Regions from separate parts of the Sus scrofa genome. Here all the other regions are linked to region 1. The links are chromatin contacts, called in public promoter capture Hi-C maps. All regions are on one chromosome and are shown on one strand. Each heading gives the region's core, a stretch centred on a gene start, on an enhancer-like site or on the middle of the called end of the contact. The rest is flanking DNA. Distances are from core to core; before and after follow the strand shown.

Region 1 (4,359 bases), core at 1,777-4,276:
TGAAATGAGAGGCTGGGCCTCAGAGTTCCCTGAGCCAGCCCCCCACATATATAAATCTTCGCAACAGCATGCCCCACTGGAGGCAGGGCCCAGAGTCCCCCACCTAAGAGACCTTCAAAACAGCCTGTCTCCCCGAGGCCCAAAGAAATGAGTCCACAGAGGTGAGAGCACCACGGTAAAGGCCCGGGGTCTGGAATCACACAGGTCCGAGCTCCTGAGCTGCTGTGGGGCCTCGGGCTCCGACCCACCCCCTAGGACGGGGGTGACCACCTCCACGCCAGAGCATCCAAGGGCTTAGGACAGTGAGTACCAGGCACAGGGCCAGACGCCTGCCAAGTGCTCAGCAAGAGGGTCAGATCTGCAGTGTGTCTCCACCAGGAGGCCAGGGCCACCGCTGACTCCCAGGGGCAGTGCCTGGCACGTGCCCTGGCAGGCAGGCAGGAGACCTCAGGCAGCACCAAAGGACGAACAGTGGGGTCTAGGGGGCTGGGAGCCACGTCTGAGCACCGGTGCCCATCAGTGACCACCAAACAGCAGGGGACAGCCAGGCAGTTGCTAGAGGCCATGAACTGCCTGCCCAGCGCTCCCCTGAGTCCCAGGGTCCTCTTGGCCAAGTCCCTTCTGTCCTTCAAGACTCCCCTGACATCCTTCCTGGCCAGAAGGCACACCCTCCGGGCCCCAGGCTCCCAGGGCTGTCCTGGCAAACATCCCCTGGGGGCCTTCCGAGCACATCTCTCTGGGCTGCTCCAGGACAAGAAGCGCGGCCCAGCAGAGCTTCAGGAAACCTGGGCCAAGTGATACTTTCCCACCTCACAGCAGAGCACCTCGCCAGGCCCGGCCGTGTGCGGCGGCCTTGATGGACTGGCCTTATCCAGGGGATGGTCGGCTGTGCGCTCCACCTTGGGGGACTGAGGAGGAAAAAGAGCCTGGGAAAGGGGAAGTGGCAGGTCCAAGGTCACGCGGCTGGAAGAGACGGAGCCCAGGAAGGCCCAGAAGCCTTTCTGCACACTTAACACCCTTTCCTGAGATCTGCTCTGGCTCCGTTCCTACCAAGGTCAATACTATTATTACCAACCCTGCTCTATTTGAGCAGAAACTGAGAAGTTACTAGTCCTATGAAGTCACAAAGGGGATGAAATGGTGGAGCTGGGAGTGGAACCCAGGTCTGTCTGACCCCAGAGCTCTGAACTAACACACTGCAGGCCGCTCCTGGGTCCAGCACCACGATAAACCCTTCCTGTTCTCCAGCTCTGGGCAGGGGTTAGATCTGGAAGGCTTCCAGAAGGAAAAGGGCTAAGACGGCTAACACAGGAGGAAGCTGATCTGAATGTTCTCTGGGGCTGAGGCAGGACCAGAAGGACCGCAGCAGAGGCAGGTAGGTGAACGCCAGCTGCCTTTAACCCAAGAGGCTTACAGTCTTACAGAGGAGATAAGCCCGGATCAAGAGCAACTGCCTCCCTCGGGGGAGGCCCAACCCAACACCCAGTGGGATCCTCAGGACAGCCCAACGCAGGACCCGGCACCAAGAACCACATGGAAAACACAAACCAACTCAGTCCCTTCCTAAAACGCTGACTGCCTCTCTGGACTGGCTGGCAGGAGTGTCTTCCCTGGCTCCCTCGACCACCTGGATGGGCACGGGAAAGGGGAGGGGCACGGATGCCTCCAGGAGCCTCAGGGCCCGCCCCCTCCGGACTCTTGTTCTTCTCCTCGTCCGTGGTGCCCAGCACTGGGCCGGAACTAGAAGAGCCTCTGTCCACACTCGCCGTGGCTCACTTTTCCGTCTGATCACGCTATCCCCAGCTTGCCTGGCCCCGTGGGCCCGAGAGGCACTCATCTCTACAAACTGGGGCGTCCCCCTTTGTGGCCAAGACTGGGGCGGGGGTACGGGAGCGCGGTTCGACGCCCAAGAGGCTCTGAGGTGGCCATCGGGCCCGGCCACCTTCCTCGCCCTGCCTCGCGGGACACGCGGTGCCTGACCTTGGCCCAGCCACTTCCCCTCCGCCGCACGCGCTTCCTGCCGCCCCCGCGCTGGGGCGAATGAATGAGCCTCCCACCGGCCGGAACGCCCGTAATTACCGGCCGGATCAAAGGCCGCACGCAGCCCGCCCCGGGCGGCAACGGGACCAGACTCCTTTGAAAAGGGGAAGGAGTGGGGGCAAGCGGGGGGCCAAGACAAGCCCGTCCTGGGGCTGCCGTTTCCGGTCAGGCCGGCTGAGCCCGCGAGGCCCCCTCCCCCACCGGGGCCTCAACTTCCCCCGGGAGTCGCCACCACTTCCGGCCACGACCGGCCGGGGAGGCTGGGGGGACGCGGCGGCCCCGCCCCCCGAGCCCCTGGCGCAGCGCGCGCTCCGGCCCGGGCGCGCTCCCCAGGCGCACCCCCCTTCCCGCGCCCGCGCGCTCCCCGAAGCCCCTCCCGGCGCCCCCGCCCCGCCCCGCGTCAGCGGCCGCGCGCCCACTCACGCCCCCCCAGCGGCGCGCACGCGCACTCGCCCGCCCAGTCGCGCTCGCCTCCCGCCTCCCCGCCCGCCCCCCGGCGGCAGCCCGGCGCCCCGAGGCGCGCGCCCACCCAGCCCCGGGCGCACGCCCCCCGCCCTCGCGCCCTCCCCTCACCTCCTCGGTCCCGGGGCCGCCGTGCCGCACTCCTCCTCCTCTCTCCTCCCTTGCGGATGGTGGCAGCGGCGGCAGCGGCGACTCAGACCCTGGGGTCAGGGGGACGGGCGCCCAGGCCGGAAGTGACCTTCCTGGACGCTTCCGCCCGCGCCGCTCCCCCCTCCCCTTCCCCCCCTCCAGCCTCCACCCCGTCCTCGCCGCTCTAGGAGGCGAGCCCGGCGACCCCCTAGCCGCCGCCCCCCCAGCTCTATGGTGCGGAGCGGGCGCCCCAGGGAGCCACTTCCGGACGCGTCTAGGACCCGGGTCCTCCGTCCATGCTCTATGGCGCCGCGCGCTGAGGGGCTTCGGGCCCCGCCCCCTTCCAGGACAGGAGGCGCGGGCTCGGCCCGTTAGGCGGAGACTTCCGGGTGTCTAGGGAGGTGCCCCCCGCCCCCACGCCCGGCTCTCGCGCCTGCGCGGTCGTGTCCCCGCGTCAGCCCCGGGTGGGGAGGTGTCGGGGAGGGTGGCCGCGGAGGCCGCTCGTGCCGCTCCGGATCCTCCCGTCGTCTCTATCATTGTAACCCCTTCCCTGCCGACGCTGTTCGCAGTGGCCGGAGCCCGCGCGCCCGGAGGGGCCCCTCGTCGGCCATCCTGGTCCTTTCCCTACCGGACTGAGCGCTTCAGGCTCCTCGCGATGTCGCGTCCACCGCTTAAGCCCGTTTCCTCCGGTCTAAAGCAACGATAACACATTGTGCGCCTGCAAGGGCTTTGTTAACCTGGTCCCCTTTGCAGATACCTTGGGGAAAGTCACAGACCGAGAATGCGGAGCCTGGGCTCGAACCCGTGGAGTCTGGCTCCAAGGTCTTGTATTGAACCGTACCTATGCATACTGCCTCTTATAACGGAATGTGGATCAGAGCAGCTACGGATTCACCTACTCCCGGGCATGTGCGGCAGGCCCTTTGTAAAGCACTCTCTAGATGTGAGCTGTTTTTGTCAGTATTATGTTTATTAAAATTCTTGTTTAGACCAAGGTATCCTTACAGGCTAGGTTCTCCCAGTCCCTTCCCGGGTCTGTAGTTGGCTGGCTCTCACCTAAGCGACAGATGAATTCTCCTTATTGTTTATAACAATTTTCTTATCGCCATCGCTGAAACAGTCATAGGCTTGGAAGTTACAAAGATGTAGATGCAAGATCGGCCTGTTGAAGCTTCAGTGTAACCAGACGATCTATGTAACTTTGTTTACTTCAATACCCGGCTCATCATAAGCGCTCAGTGAAAATGGTAGTGATTAGTGTTACTTACTGTTGGTATCATTTCTACTGCCATCACGGCTGTATGTCCGTCCTCAAGTCTCGCTCAGCATCAATCATAAGACGTGCATTGTTGCTTCAATAACATCCTCTCAGAAAAAAAGAAAAAATACTGTACAAAATGCACGCGTAAATAGTAAGATGTGTCTGTGTCTAACCTTCAGAAATCCTTCAAAAGTAAAATTTTAAATGCGTCTTAGACTGGAGAGAAAGTGCTATCACCATAGCAGTACCTATGGATTATTATCATGGGTATGAACTTGACCCCATGAGACCTGAGTATAAGAAAGTTCACCCGTCTGTGCTGTTCTGAACCAGATCACTCAGGACTTGCCTGCAACGGCCTGGTTGGTGCAGGGGACAGCTACCCCTCTCCCACCTTCCGGTTACCCACCTCCCACCTGGCAGAACTGAGAACCCAATGGCAAGATCTGGATTCCCAGATGGAAACC
Region 2 (4,635 bases), core at 736-3,235, 670 kb before region 1:
GCTCCCGGTACATAGATCTGCCCCCTCTGCCTCCCACATTCCTAGCGTCCTCCCCTTTCTCCGCATTCCCGGGGTTGGGGGCGGTCCTCCTTTAGAAAAAGTTCCCAAGAATTATCAAGGGACCAGATCCTACCCTTTCCTAAACACTGGTACCCCCTCCCACTTGAGCGGGACTGTCCTGCCCTCACAGGGCCCTTCCTCCTGGGACCCTGCGGGGCAGAGGGGCACTGTACACATCCCGTCTCCGCCCCCGGACCCGAGGAGTGGCCGGCCCACCAGCCCGCCCTGCAAGGAGCTCCCCACCCGCATTCCGGGACAGCCCTGAGTCCACGTGAGAGAGAATTATTAAGAGAATTTAAATTAAAAAGAGGTGATAAAATTTGGAATAAACCAGGCCCCGGCCTCTTGCTGGGAGGGGGTGGCTGTTGCCGCGGAGACAGTGACAGGGGCTCCAGGGGGGGCTCCGGGGAGCGGATGGTCAGGCGGGAAATGGGGAGGTTGGGGAGACAAGGTGTAATTAGTCCCCCAGAGGCAGGAGTGGGAGGAGAGAAGCAGCTGTGCCCTGAACAACTCGGAGGAGCAGAACTCCGGGAAGGAGGCATGAGCCGACTTGGACCAGAGGCAAGGCGGCAGAAGGCGGGACTCAATGACTTTTGGGAGAGGCGACCATCGAGGGGAGCGGGGAGCTCTGAACAGAGACTGCCTCCAGGAGGCGGTAAAGCGAGATTCTCTGTCTCCCGGAAGTGCCCGCTGCGTGGCTAGCAGCGTCGGCGCGGTTGGGGGGGGGAACGCTCGCTTGTGTGGTTGCCACGGCAACCGCAAGGGGGCGGCCTTGCTCAACGGTCGGGAATGTAGTCCCTTCCCTGGAGGAAGGAAATCTCGCGCACGCGCGCTCGGGCTGTGGCCCCGACGACCCGCCCCCCCTCTCCGAACAGTGAGAGGTCTCGGTTCAGACCGATCTCTACGCAGGCGCAGAGGCTCTCTCGCGCTCGCCCCTTCCACTTTGCGCATGCGCACAAAGCCGCGCTGGCAACCTCCGCAGCAGCCGCGCGCACTCTTCACTCCGCTGGCTGCTTTTGTCTCGCGAAACCTTCTTAGGCGCTTCTCAACATCGGTCCTTCTTTTCCTCCCATCGCCCCACAGGGAGAGCCGGGTGCTGAGAGCCGAGACCCTGCCTCTTCTTTTCCTTTCCCCTGACCCACCTCGCCTCTGTCCTCCCTCCCTTTTTGGTTCCCGGAGCCGGAAGGAGCCGAAGCGCCCACGGAAAAAGCCGAAGGTGTCTGCTGTGAGTCCTTCCCCAGGCGGTGGCGGAAGGAGCCGAAGTTCTCCGAAAGGGGGAGGAGGTTGCTCTTGGAATCTCCGGAAAGAGCCGAAGTTTGGAAACGGGTTTAATCTCTGGTTGGGCCCGAGGGGGAGCGCCAGAGACCTTCGGAAAGTGCCGAAATCCGGGACGGTTAGGATTGTCGGAAGTGGCCGATTGCTTGGACAGGGCCGTTGGGAAAGAGAGGGTAGAATCCGTGGAAGCAGCCAAAGACGGACGGTTTGAGTTCTTGGAAGAAGCTGAATTCTAAGTGGGGAGTCTGGGTGCTAGGAATGCGAGGACCTACGGAAACATCCGAACGTTGAAGAGCTACTATCCGAAAAGTTACGAAAACCTGAGAAGCCTGCGAAACCCTCGCTTCGGGTGTTTTCGGAAGCAGCCGAAGTCGCCTCTCCCTTCGCTCCTCCACGGTCCGGAAATAGCCGACGCGTTTCGGAGCCAGGCCCTGGGGGGAGGTGCGCCTCGTGGGCGGGCCGGCGGGGAGAGGGGCGGAGCCGGGGCGGGGCTGGGCGGGCGGCAGGGGCTTGATTAGGTAGGAGGCGGTGGAACGCCGGCGGCGGCCGGAAGTAGCCGAAGCAAGCGGCGGAAGTAGCCGAAGCGGCCGGATCGGGCGCGCGGCAAGGCGAGGCGAGAGCTACACAGGGCCCTACGCGGCCGCCTCAGCATGTCGGACTTCGACGAGTTCGAGCGGCAGCTCAACGAGAATAAGCAAGGTGAGGGCGCCGGGGGTGCGGGGCGGCGGGCGGGGCGGCTCTCGGCTTCCCCCTGTGTCCCCCGCCATTTTCCCCCTCGCTTCCCCCCCTTAGGCCCGCACGGCGCCCCCCCACCCCGCGGTGCGCGCCTTACTCACGTGACCGCCCGGCGTGCCGCCGCGCGGGAGGGGAGGGGGCGGCGGGCGCATGCGCGCCGCGTTCGGTTCCGCGCCCCACGTGGCCCCCGGCGCGGGTGGCGCGGGCGCCGCAGGCTGTCGGGAGTCCGTTGCGGACTTATTTTCTATTTTTTTAATTTGGAAAGGAGATTATGTAGATTGGGTCCCGCAACCCCTCCTTTTCTCCCGATGCCCTCGCACTTCCGCTTCCGGCCGGGCCCGCGGCCGGTGTCTCCACGCCCCCTTTGTTCCAAAATGGCGGTTGGAGCCCCCCTTCACGTGGGCGCATGCAGGGCCGCGGTGTGGGCCCTTCTCGCACCGCCGCCCTTCGCGCCTTTCCTGGGGGCTAGTCGCCGGGGTCCCTTCCAGCCTAACGTGGGTGATGCGGTGTCTCCTGGGAGAGGTCCGCACTGTGCGTTTTCAGTGTTCCTCCCGCACGCGGTTCTCCCTCGCGCCGTCGCGCCAGGCACAGTGTGGCGTGTCTGCCCCCCATATCTCCTCAGTTAGACAGGTCCCCTGTTCTGTACGAGCCCACCCTCCGGGCGCCGCGTGTGTCCGCCTTTTCAACGTGGCGATAAAGAGACAGGCTCGGAGCGAGTAGGGAGACTTAGCTCAGTTGGGAGGATGGGAGGCAAAGTCCCTCCGGTGATGCGGAGTCCAAGTAGGAGGCCGAGCTAGTGCCGACTAGTTTGGACACCCCACGAATGTTAGAACAAACTTAGGCCTGGAGGAGGTGGCGAGCGCGAGGCCTAAGCTCCTTGTGGTCAGAGGACTGCACAGGGGGCGGGGGGCGCTGGGGTTCCCCTTTCAGCCCAGTCTGCAGTTGGGAGCAGGTGGCTGGTTTAGGAGGAGACAGCGCCTGGGGAAGACGAAGTCGGGTTTCGGAGTGCCCACGGGGTGTCTGTACACGTTGTAACGCTTCACAGCACAGGCTTTGGAGGGGAGGAGACTTGGCTTCTAGTACCTGCTTTGTTGCTAAGTAGTTGTGGAACTTTAACACGTCTATGCTTTTTTTTTTTTTTTTTAATCCTTTTCTTGTGTGTAGTGGCTGTTAAATAGGTATGTGTCTTTATTACCGGTTTCTGGAGTCAATGGTGATGGCAGTACTGATAGTGCTTTGCTAAGCTTTTACACGGCTTATTTAAGTAGATGGTCAACAGCCGTGGGGGACTGACATGACTTCCTTTCCTTTGCAGAGGAGGAAGCAGGCTCAGAAAGCTTGAAAAACTTTCTTTGGTTTTAGCTGGTGAGAGTTGCAGCTGAGGTTAAGTGAGGTAATGTGTGTACAGTGTGTGGCATACGGTCTGGCATTCGTTAAGTGCCTAACGAGGAGTATTGTGAAATGATCCCTAGTGAAATTTCTTAGGAAGGTAATGGAGAGGCTGCCCTGAGCTGCCTCAGAGGTGGTGTCAGAGTTGGGACAGCAGGGAGAGGTGCTTTCCCAGCGTCATTATCCCATGTCCCACACTTGGGGCGGGATGAGCGTCGTTTAAAAGACCGGGAACACTGAGGTTGGAAGGTACGGTTGCTGTTTTGTGGTTTTATGCAGTTGGTAGACAGAAGAGCTGAAGCTGATCCTGAGTCTGGCTGCAAAACCACGTGCCCCTAGGCTGGACTGCTAGATGGAACTGAATGAACCTTCCTTGGGGCACTTGCACACGTGCTGCTTGGTTTCTCTTGGGTGTCCCCACTGGTACTGGCACGTCCCTTGGGCTGGTGGAGTTGTTCCCACAACAAAGTGATCACAGCGTTTTGAGTAACCACAGCTGCCTTTCCTTCCTGACCTGTTTGGGTTGAGGCAGGGAACCTACTGTTGCTTTAAGGGGAAGCTTTGCCCTAGTATCGTTGTGCCTGTGGGTCTTTGTCTCTGTGGTCCAAGCCTCCTCCAAGCCTCAGTCCCTGCCTTGTGCACCTGTGTCTCCAGGGAATTAATTTCCTTGTCTGTGTCTCAGGCACCCAGCAGGCGCCACTTCTTCCTCTGTGTCTGTTCCTCTCTGCCTGCTTGTCTGTTTCAGAACCAAAGCCACAAAAGACGCTGTTTTTATAGTTGGCCCATCTTTCAAGAGTGGAGCCAGAGGCCCAGAGCCTCAGGCCAGCACACCTCTGGGCCCTCAGTGTCATGCTTACCTGCTACTTCATGCTACTTGCCTCCTGGTTCCAGGCTTGGATTTGTTTTTCGTGTTCAGTCTGTGTCTTCAAGGAGGTAACCGCTTGTCTTTAGGGGCTCCCGCCAGACCCTGGAGTGTTCTGGCTGCCCCATGTTGAGTATTGCCTAGTGCTTAACTGCACTTGTGGGCATTTCAGTGTTCACAACTTCCTTGCTTTTTGGCCAGGGGCAAGTCACATGACCTCCCTGAGCCTCAGTTTTCCCATCTGTCAGGTGAGCCTCTAGCAGTGTCTCCCCAAGGTAACAAGATTAAGTTCAAGTAGAGCTAGCACAGGATCT
Region 3 (4,610 bases), core at 1,450-3,949, 700 kb before region 1:
GGGCAGCAAACAGGGGAATGAAATCCGGCCCGTGTTCCTGGCATTTAGCTGGGCATCCATAGGGCTGTGTCGGTGCCTTTCTCTGAATCCCACAGGGGCACTGTGTGGTGAGCCTCCAGAACCTGGTTCTGCCCCTGCTCGCCCACACGGGCCGCTCACTGCCATCTCCCTTAGCTCTCACGTCCTCTCTCTCCGACCACTGCCTCCTTTTCCCTCCCACCCACCCATTCCCCTGCGCCTGCCACCCACTTCCCACGGGCCTGCTCTCCCAGACTACTGGTCGACCTCCACCTTCACTTGGGCCGTCTCCCCGCGCCCCTCTTCCAGAGTGTTTCCTGCCCCCCACCCACGCCCCGGCCCCTCGGCCCCCGATGCCGGCTGGCTTCCAGAGTCTCCCAGCCCAGGCCCCGGCCCGTGGAAGTGGGTGCGCTGGTGCTTGCGGAAGTTGGAGGAGTTGTTGAAGGTGCGATCACAGAGGGTGCAGCGGAAGGGCCGCTCGCCGGTGTGGATGCGCGCGTGGCCGCTCAGCACCGAGGACTGGGTGAAGCCCTTGCCGCACACGCCGCAGTGGTAGGGCCGCTCGCCCGTGTGCACCCGCTCGTGGTCGCGCATGTCTGAGGAGCGGCGGAAGGGCTTGGCGCAGAACCTGCAGGCGAAAGGCTTCCCCACCGCCGCGCCTGCCGCCGCCGCGGCCATCACCACCTCCGACCTCTCCTGCGCCAGGCCGGGCCGCTGTTCCCGAGCCGCCGCCGCCTCTGGAGGCCGTTGCGAGGTCCCCGGCTCCACCCCGTGTCGGTGCTGGTGCCGCAGCAGAGGCGCCAGGGCCTTGAAGGCCCGGGGGCAGAGCGGGCAGCGGTAGGGCCGCTCTCCCGTGTGCAGGCTGTAGTGGGCACGGAGGCTGGCGGGCCCTGGACAGCTGCGGCCACAGACGTGACACCGGCTCGGGTCCCCACCCTGCCCGCCGCCCTCAGCTCCCGCCAAGTGGCCATGTTCGTGGAACAGCAGCTCGGAGACCAGCCGGAAGACAGCTGGGCACAAGGCACAGTGGAGAGAACCTGGCTCTGGGGGCTCAGGTACCAGCGTGGTGTCGGTCACCTTCACCACCTGGATCTCGACGAGGTCGCTCGGGGGGGTGGCCGGGCGGCCATCATCAGGCACCAGGACCTGGGTGAGGGGGAGAAGAAACAGAGGAGCCTGTGGCCTCTGCCTCAAGGCCTCCCCACCTGATTATTAAAACACCTCCCTTTTGTAGCATGCTGGATCCCTCGATTTCTAGATTCAGCTCTCCGCTGCTTCCCCGGCCCGGGATTCTGTTACGTGCCTTTGAAGACTTCCCCTCCCGTCTGAAATGGTCCACAGATCCAGCCATCTCTCTCCTCCATCCCAGTGAAAAGCCAATTACCTCACTGCACCTTTTTTTTTTTTTTTTTTTTTTTTGAGGGGGCCTCCCTCGCAGCAGGCCTATGATCCTGGGCCAGGGATTGAACCCGTGCCACAGCAGCGACCCAAGGTGCCACAGCAGCGACCCAAGGTGCCACAGCAGCAACGCAAGCTGCCACAGCACCAACGTGGAATCCTCGGGCCACTGGGGAACTTCATAAGGCAAACATTCTTTGCCAAGTGTCCTGAACCTCTGACTGCCTCTGGTCCTCTGCCTGGCTCCCTCATAACCCATTTTCCCAAAGCAGCCTTAATGACCTTTTGAAAACGGGAACAGATGGAAGTCATTTTCCCATTCGCAACCCTCCCATGACACCCACTGCACTTAAAATCCAAAGCCTTAATTCATATCCATCACGATCTGCCTCCCGCTTATCTCTCTGGCCCCAGTGTAAATATAAGCCGGCACACAGCTGACTTCTCTCTCGACTAAATTTAGCTCCCCTCCGCGCCGCTCTATCAGCTCACTCTTTATCGAACATAACACAATAAGACTTCTTTATTGTCTCTCTCCTCTTCTGGGCTGCAAGCTCCAAGAGGATAGTTTATTTGCCGCCTTCACCTCTCCATCTGTCTAGCCCAAGTGGGAGCACAGTAAATGTCTGCTGAATGAAAGACTGTCCTCAGATACGCTCTCAGCCTGAGTGGGGTCCAAAGGCAGCTGGAGCAGGCACTTCTGCCCCCAAATCCTCTCTTGGGTAGCACTTAGACTCTTGCAGAATCATCCCCCTACCCCGAAGTGGGTGACCCAACCATAACCCCACACCCTTCTCTTCCAGGGTCACCTTCCCAACCTTCCACCCAGGTTCCGGAACCCTAAAATTCATGAGGTCCCGCCCTCTGAAGGCTCCGCCCCCTCATTAGACAAACTCAATCCCTCGGACTCCTCGCTCGGGTGGATCCCTCTCCAGTTCTGACTTGGCCCGCCCACCCTCCTCCTCCGGCCACGCCCCTCCAACCTCACACCGCCCCCACGAGAAGCCCCGCCCCCAGGGCCATAGCCCTAAATACCTCCCCCGCCCAGCTCTAAGCCCCACCCCCACCCCTGCGACCTCCTGCCGCCTAGAGCCCCCGCGCCGGGGCCCTTCCTCGCCCGCACCAGGTCCGGAGGTTCCGGGGATCGCGGCTCCGGGCCCGCTGAGCTCAGACTCGGCGACTCCGGGCGCGCGGCAGCCATCTTGTCCCCAGGCCCCGCCCCCAATGCCAGAGGTCAATCCGGAGGGGGTGGGGCCTAGGCTGGCGTCGGGGCCCCGCGCAGGCGGCCTGGAGGAGGGGCGGGGCTTCCCGGGAGCTGGCTCTCTCCATCCCCAGGGAGAAAGTGGTGAATTTCTTCCTAATTGCCTGTCAGTGCCCCCAAGAGACAGCCTGCGTGGGGCGCTGGGGTGGCTCTGAGCTAATTCTTTTGTGTACGTGTCTTTTTAGGGCGAACCCGCAGCGTATAGAGGTTCCCAGACTAGGAATCGAATCGCAACTGCACCTGCCGGCCTGCACCACAGCCACAGCAACGCTGGATCCTTAACCCCCTGAGCGGAACCACGGATCCCTCCTGATTTTGTCGGGTTCGTTTGTGCCAGGCCACGACGGGAACTCTCCTGTGAGCTAATTCTAATTTCTTTTTTTTTTTTTTTTTTTTGGTCTTTTTGCTATTTCTTGGGCCGCTCCCACGGCATATGGAGGTTCCCAGGCCAGGGGTCTAATCGGAGCTGTAGCCACAGGCCTACGCCAGAGCCACAGCAACGCGGGATCCGAGCCGCGTCTGCAACCTACACCACAGCTCACGGCAACGCCGGATCGTTAACCCACTGAGCAAGGGCAGGGACCGAACCTGCAACCTCATGGTTCCTAGTCGGATTCGCTAACCACTGCGCCACGACGGGAACTCCCTAATTTCTCTTTTTAATCTCCATGAGTAGGCTCTGGCGGTCACTTGACACCAGAATTGAACAACCTTTGTTGTGTTCACACTACACGTTTTTGTGGTCACCTACTCCCTGGTTCGAGATAACTCAGTGAGGCAAAGGTTACAAATGTAAGGACTTTTAAGTCCCTTTGCAAAAATATACTGAACCGACTGCCACACTAGTGGTACTGGGATTCATTAGCAAGTATCCACAGGTTGTGTGAAGTTTGGGAAATGCGCCTTTGAAGGCAAGAGCCCAAGGGCAGGGGTTTTCGGCAGTTACAAGGACAGGGCTGAGGGCTCAGCTGTCCAGTTACTCGTTCCTTGGCCCGGCTGTGTGACCTTGGAGAGGTCATCGCGCTACTTCTGACCATGCCTGCATTTATGCATACATCTGTAGAGGGTTGCGAAACCCACTAAAACAGAGAGATGCGAGATCGCTGGAACACTCTTAAATTGTTTTCCTGGAAGGGCAGGGTGGATGACTGAACGTGACGATCATGCGCAAATTCGGTTCTCCCTCTTTAGGGAACATGATAGGGTTGTATTTTCCTTTGCAGTTAGACGTGGCCACGTGGTTTTCTTTGCCCAGTGAAATGACAGTGGAAGCGGTAGGTGTCCACTTCAGCACAAGGTAAGAGTCTGCTGAAATGTTCACCGCTTTTTGTTCCTGCTTGGGAATCTGTTTCCATTAGACGAAATTCCAGGGTGTGTGACCAGAACCTGGTGCAAGTCTTCCTCGGATAGATAGCATTTAAAATACTCATTTGGGGAGTTCTCTTCGTGGCTCAGTGGTTAACAACCTGACTAGGATCCATGAGGATGCATGTCTGATCCCTGGCTTTGTGCAGTGGGTTAAGGATCCGGCGTTGCCGTGAGCTGTGGTGTAGGTTGCAGACGTGGCTCAGATCCCGCGTTGCTGTGGCTCTGGCGTAGGCCGGCAGCTACAGCTGCGATTCACCCCCTAGCCTGGGAACCTCCATATGCCGTGGGAGCAAAAAAAAAAAAAAAAAAACAAAAGAAAAGAAAAATTCAGAAGTATATAAATAGCTCCCTGTACTCCTTAATGAACTTAAACCATACAACTTTACAGATGCAATCTCAGCCATCTGTGTAACATCCCCTTCTCTTGCCTCCTTCCCCTTATGAGATTTTGCATTTCCTTTCTTACTTTCTTTCTTTTTTTTTTTTTGTCTTTTTTTGCTATTTCTTGGGCCGCTCCCGAGGCATATGGAGGTTCCTAGGCTAGGGGTTGAATCGGAGCTGCAGC

The links. Promoter capture Hi-C pulls out the DNA fragments that hold promoters and counts their contacts.
Region 2: a contact with region 1 is called in a promoter capture Hi-C map of fetal liver, with 5 times the contacts expected there. The contact joins the promoter of U2AF2 here to the promoter of ZNF787 in region 1. A contact is called at or near these places in 3 of 5 promoter capture datasets (fetal liver, fetal skeletal muscle and liver), 5 of 47 Hi-C or Micro-C datasets (alveolar macrophages, embryonic fibroblasts, liver and 2 more) and 2 of 2 datasets of contacts at active chromatin or transcription factors (alveolar macrophages and skeletal muscle).
Region 3: a contact with region 1 is called in a promoter capture Hi-C map of liver, with 4 times the contacts expected there. The contact joins the promoter of ZNF581 here to the promoter of ZNF787 in region 1. A contact is called at or near these places in 1 of 5 promoter capture datasets (liver) and 1 of 2 datasets of contacts at active chromatin or transcription factors (alveolar macrophages).

What each region holds. Positions count from the first base shown.
Region 1 is chr6:60,443,085-60,447,443 of Sscrofa11.1, forward strand. It overlaps ZNF787 (zinc finger protein 787), which reads right to left and starts at 3,027. Exons shown (of 3, transcript XM_021095112.1): 1 at 2,614-3,027.
Region 2 is chr6:59,772,205-59,776,839 of Sscrofa11.1, forward strand. It overlaps U2AF2 (U2 small nuclear RNA auxiliary factor 2), which reads left to right and starts at 1,986. Exons shown (of 12, transcript NM_001315804.1): 1 at 1,986-2,034. The coding sequence starts at 1,986. It overlaps CCDC106 (coiled-coil domain-containing protein 106), which reads left to right. Exons shown (of 7, transcript XM_021095056.1): 7 at 1-390.
Region 3 is chr6:59,738,713-59,743,322 of Sscrofa11.1, forward strand. It overlaps ZNF581 (zinc finger protein 581), which reads left to right and starts at 2,700. Exons shown (of 5, transcript XM_021095062.1): 1 at 2,700-2,783; 2 at 3,901-3,974. It overlaps ZNF784 (zinc finger protein 784), which reads right to left and starts at 2,653. Exons shown (of 2, transcript XM_003356071.4): 1 at 2,540-2,653; 2 at 1-1,164. The coding sequence starts at 2,617. The coding sequence ends at 274.